Regions from separate parts of the Mus musculus genome. Here region 2 is linked to region 1. A link is a contact called in public HiChIP or PLAC-seq data. All regions are on one chromosome and are shown on one strand. Each heading gives the region's core, a stretch centred on a gene start, on an enhancer-like site or on the middle of the called end of the contact. The rest is flanking DNA. Distances are from core to core; before and after follow the strand shown.

Region 1 (2,657 bases), core at 106-2,605:
TGAAAATCCACATCAGGTTGTATTAACTCGCCTGGCAAGTTTGTGTAACGCAGGACTCTGAATGGCCACTGACAGGAAATAACTCTGGTAACAAAGACACCATACCTGTGTTTAATCTCATGCTTCCAAGGAGGGAGGACAAAAATACAAAAAGCTATTCTTTCTTAAAGAAAAAAGAGGGGCAGCCTGAGGTACCCTTGGGCTTCTTTATAGACAGACAGCATCTTATGGGCTGATTTAATTAGAAACAGAGCAGGAAAGCAAATGCTCACATTTCTCTGAGAACCCAATTATCTTCATTTCATTGATGAGCTAGACCTACATAAAGCCACAGAGACACTTCTGGCATGGGCACCAAAGGATTTCAGTTTGAAAATAATCCAGCCAAGTTATTTGGAGAGCAATTAGTTCAGCCGTACAATGAAAAGACAGACAGACAGACAGACAGACAGACAGACAGACAGACATTTCCACTAAGGAGCACACAGCCCTGAGACCCTGTCCCTGCAAACAGATGTGCACATTACCACCCTCAGGGTCCTGCCAAAGAGGATACAGGATACCTTGAGAAACAGCAAGAAGAATGGGCTCAGAGGTCATCTACCCACAAATTATAAGGTTTCAATCTCAACCAGGCACTTGAGATGCCCAACAATAAAGCAGGCTTAGTTTACTCTCAGAGCAGAAAGGAAAACAAACCACTCTCCACTCGGGAGTGCCTAGATTTAACCAAATCCATTACTGTGGCTTATCTATCCCAGATTCCACTGTTAGGTAAACAGGTCAGGACAGAAGCCACTCTAAGTAGACTTTTCCTAGAATTCAATTCCCTCAGCTCTGCCCATTGCAGGAGGCATAGCAGGGAAACCTCAGACCTCTGAGAAACGCCATCTTGGGATGAGTGACCCCCATAAGCTACTCTGCATAGCACCCCAAGTAGGAGCTGGAGATGGGGAGGTTGAAGGCTTAAAGTGGTGGCTCTCAACCAGAGGGTTGTGACCTCTTTCGGAGAGGAACGACCCTTTCACAGGGGTTGTGTATCAGATATTTACATCATGATTCATAGCAGTAGAAAAATTATAGTTATGAAGTAGTGACAAAAATAATTTTATGGTTGCGGTCACCATAACATGAGGAACTGTCCTAAAGAGTCGCAGCATTAGGAAGGTTGAGAAGCACTGGCTTAAAGGGACATCCAAAGGGAATCAGCTGTCACGTACAGTACACATGCGAGAATAACTCAGAGCCTATTAAAAACTGAGATGCCATGTCGTTTTGAGATACATCAGCCGGTTCCCATTACAGTGGACAACAGCCCTGCTCTATTTTTAGAGCTGCTGGAAAGATCAAAGAGGAAGGGGCCTTGTTCCGGCCTCCCAATCCAGGCCCCTCATCTCTGCTTGCTGTTCCTTTGCATTAGGAACATCTCCAAAACACAGCTGGGCCTGCCTGAAACCCCCACCTTCTGGGGAAAGCATAAGAAGCTGCACTGCTGAGTAGATGCGAGGAAGGAACCCCTCAGGCGGGGACCGAGACACTCAGGAGAGCTTTATGACCAAACTGAAAGTACTGTACAGCAAGAGCTGACCCAGCAGCTAGCTCAGGCTCTCTGCACACTAGGACCTGAGATTTCCCAAGCTGGCTTCTGTGGATGAATGCAGATCAACAGCAGCAGGACCAAGCCTACCGGGCTCCCTTCCTCTACTCACGCACGCATGCACGCACCACCCCACTGGCCCGAGTGGGTTAGGATGAGGTTAAATTGCTCAGAGGTAAAATGACTTACTTTGGGTGAACAGGCTGTACATTTATCAAATGCCAGGCTGACAGGAAGAACATTATCGAACCGTGACAGAAAACCCCGGATCTAAAACCAAACAGAACAATTACTCATTAGGTCAGGGATAAACACAGCTATAATGATGCATGTCTGTGGGTGACAAGGAGGAAGAAATGGTTATTATGGGTCCTGACACAGGCGATTCTGTGAATGTAAGTTCCTCCCCATACGGTGATAGGTTTGAGAGAACTATTCTGACTCTTTATTCCCACGATGTACATGATCTTTAAATGTTTGAGACCTAAAAGCACATTTACTTTAAAACATAAAAAGCAAGGTGGAAGACCTCAAGCACTGTCTCGGGGTTGGGGTGGGTTTTAGTCGGTAGGATCCCTGGCTAGCATACACCAGGCTCTGCTCCATCACCAACACGGCATACGCCCGGGCATGGTGGTGAGGATCAGGAGTCCAAAGCCATCCTTGGCTACATAGCAAGCCTAAGGGCAGTCTGGGCTACAGGAGACCTTGTATGAAGAACAAAACAAACAGAAAGTACTGTTTTAAGAAATGCCTGAGAGCTAAGGTGTAGTCCAATGGCAGGTTGCTTGTCTGGCATGTAGGAGGCCGGGGTTCCACCCCAGCATTACAAAACAGAACAAAACTCAGACTTCTAGGTTGCTCTGACTCGCTTCTCTTATGGAAATACAGAGGCCGGGTAAGTGTGCATTTCCACAACTCTGTGGTGGCTTCTCAAGGGCAGACAACTTGGGAATAACAAAAGGCAAAGGTAGGCACACTGACTAGCTGCTGAATGCAGACCCCGCGGAAATAAAAACACGCAGTCACAGCATTGATGGGGAAACAGCACCACCTTGAG
Region 2 (2,657 bases), core at 54-2,553, 120 kb before region 1:
GCTGAGATCAGCATCAATCAGACAATGCGATAGACAAGAAAACACGCTGCACAGAGGGCTGCAGTCAGTTCAGTGGGTAGGAGCACTGACTGCTCGCCCAGTGGACCAGGGTTCAGTTCCCAGCACCCACATGATGGCTCACAACATTGTCTTCTGGCCTTGAGAACACTGCACGTGAGTGGTGCACAGATATATATTCATGCATGCAAAACACCCATACATATAAAATTAAATTAAATTAAAATTTAAAACTAAAGCTTTAAAATTGTTATCTATAAGCCAGGCAGTGGTAGCACACGCCTTTAGTCCCAGCATTTGGGAGGCAGAGGCAGGCAGATTTCTGAGTTCGAGGCCAGCCTGGTCTACAGAGTAAGTTCCAGGCCAGCCAGGGCTACACAGAGAAACCCTGTCTTGAAAAACCAAAAAAAAAAAAAAGTTATCTACAGAAGGAATGGTTAATTTGGGAAACCTTAGAAAATTTTCAATTGACTAAAACAAGAAAGGTTAATAAGACTGCCAAGTAGGTGGCATATAAAAATCAAAATTTCCTGTATACCAGTAATAACTTGGAAAAAATCAAAAGAGCCAAAGACATTATTAGCAATCCTATTGTTTATATGACAGCAACTGAACAAAGTCAAAGGACTCCTCTAGACAGAGCCTAGATGACGGGTATGAATTAAGCTTACAGGCTGTCATAGTTTTATCCATGAACTTGGCAGACAGAGGGTCAAGGTAATGACATTTTAATAAGCACAATAACATTTCAATAAACACATTGTGCAGTTCACTAAGCTAAATCAATGGTCACCAGAGAATTCTTCAAAAGAATTTGGACAGAACTAGCATCTTAATTTTATGCAGGATAGCTACAAGAATTTTTGATATTTTCTGATGTTTTTTCCTAGACCACTAATGATGTTAAAGAGGTAATAATACTGGCTGCTTAGATAGATGCTGTATCAGGGCTAGAGTGTTTGGCAGTTAGGGGCATGCACTCCTCTTGCAGAGAACTGGAGTTTGGCTTCCAATACCCACAATGGCTTATAAGTCCAGCTCCAAGGGACCTGGCGCCCTCTTTTGGACACCATGAACGCTGCACTCACATATGCATATTTCTACACATAGACACACATATAAAGAAAAATATGGCTTTTTAAAGTTGTTACACACAACAACAAACAAGTGTGTCTAACACAGGACAAAGGAGAAGGGAAAACCCCAATGAATGATGTGCCATGAATCTCTCCTGAGTGAAATTAGTCACTCAAGCTAAAGCAAAAGGGTGCTTTAGTTTTGGTTCCCCAGGAAATAACTAAGTTGTGATGTGACTCAGCCAGCAGAAGGTGGGACATAGGAGGCTTGTTCCTGCTGCACTGGATCAAACATCTGCTCACAGAGAAAGACTACGAGATGACAGGACCATGGTGGGCCTGCTAGACCTGGACTGCCTGGGATTTATTAAGTACATTGAAAACAGACAGTCCTCGCTAGGAGTCTTCTGCTTTTCTGAGAAATGTGTACTTCTGTATTTCTGTAAGACACCACACTCCAAGGGAAATGCCGTATTAGTTTCCCAGGGCCTCATTGCTGGTGGCCAGAAGGCAATGCCTCCCTTCACCTGCTGTGTTTGGATGCCTTTCTGCTAAGGCAAGGCTCAGCTGGCCAGGGCTAGGTGGAGCCCACCAAACAGCCAGGCAGCCAGCAGCAGCTGAGCACAGATCAGGACTAAGGCTTGGGGAGGAAAGGGTGTCCCTTGCGAGAGAGAGACAGCTACGAGAGGGAACTGAATGTCTGGAGATGCTTTTGAACAGAGTTTTGAAAATGGCCCTGTCTGTTTTGGCCTAGGGCTACATACTTAAAATGATAAAGCTGTACTTTCTGCTCAGCTTGAAACCACAGCCAGTGTGAGCATGCAGGGTGCATGCTTCTGGAGAAGAAAGGGCTGGGGCACCCAAGAGACTACTGCTGGTCAATGTGGAAACTAAAGACTGGTCGCCAGGCCCTCTGCAGTCCTTGTGCCTTGTGCTGGGTTCTGTTTCAGTTCTTTCTTTCCTCCACAGGCTTCCCATGTGAGCTGGGTTCCACGACTGCTATTTGGCTATGTGGGGGGATGGACTGGGGTATAATTATTCTAACAGCATGAGGGGCAATTTTGCTTCCAGAGCAACACTTTAAAACCTTTGTAGCCTGCTGCGTGCCAGCATCACTAGAATGCTTCCTTCCGAGTTCGAGCAGGAGCAGCGCTATAAATCAGATATGGGGAAGCCAGCCTCCAAGAGGCAAGTCCACACTCAGGGATCCCTGAGAAATGGCAGCCTGGACTTTCCGAGACTCAAGTGAGGAAGGTCACAAGGTCCCAGTTCTGGTCTAGGCTTAGGGATGGGATAGGTGGACAAAGCTGTGGCTACCATGCTATGGTGCATCGAGGTACTAAGAGGACTACTACTGAGGTATGAGGATCATTTTATCAGGACTGAACATCCTCCCCTCTCCTCCTTCAAGGACAGGGGAAGACAAACAGAGAGGGACTGATTTGAATGGATGGCCCTATCATTTACAAATCATGACTTCTGAGTGACCCCCTATAACCCAGGGGAGGAGAGGGACGAGAAATGACTGAAGTTGGATCCCTTACAAGTTTTGAGAGCCACATT

The links. HiChIP or PLAC-seq counts read pairs in DNA pulled down with a chosen protein or histone mark.
Region 2: a contact with region 1 is called in an H3K27ac HiChIP or PLAC-seq map of microglia, with 7 times the contacts expected there. The contact joins two enhancer-like sites. A contact is called at or near these places in 2 of 39 promoter capture datasets (the 3T3-L1 cell line and the C10 cell line), 16 of 484 Hi-C or Micro-C datasets (the AML12 cell line, B cells, the C10 cell line and 11 more), 6 of 115 datasets of contacts at active chromatin or transcription factors (embryonic hindbrain, memory CD8 T cells, microglia and 3 more) and 4 of 9 other capture datasets (adipose tissue, embryonic stem cells, embryonic tail and 1 more).

Annotation. Positions count from the first base shown.
Region 1 is chr6:114,724,104-114,726,760 of GRCm38.p6, reverse strand. Atg7 (autophagy related 7) reads right to left here. Exons shown (of 19, transcript NM_028835.5): 17 at 1,787-1,867. Among named protein-coding and RNA genes, the nearest start is that of Gm52917, 9.2 kb to the left of the region's middle. Within about 2 kb of position 1,355, at least 63 of the 459 cell types and tissues checked have an H3K27ac peak or open chromatin away from gene starts, as enhancers often do. A contact at or near this core is called in microglia, where this site is marked.
Region 2 is chr6:114,841,682-114,844,338 of GRCm38.p6, reverse strand. The region is part of intron 18 of Atg7 (autophagy related 7); the gene reads right to left. Among named protein-coding and RNA genes, the nearest start is that of Vgll4, 79 kb to the left of the region's middle. Within about 2 kb of position 1,303, at least 20 of the 459 cell types and tissues checked have an H3K27ac peak or open chromatin away from gene starts, as enhancers often do. A contact at or near this core is called in microglia, where this site is marked.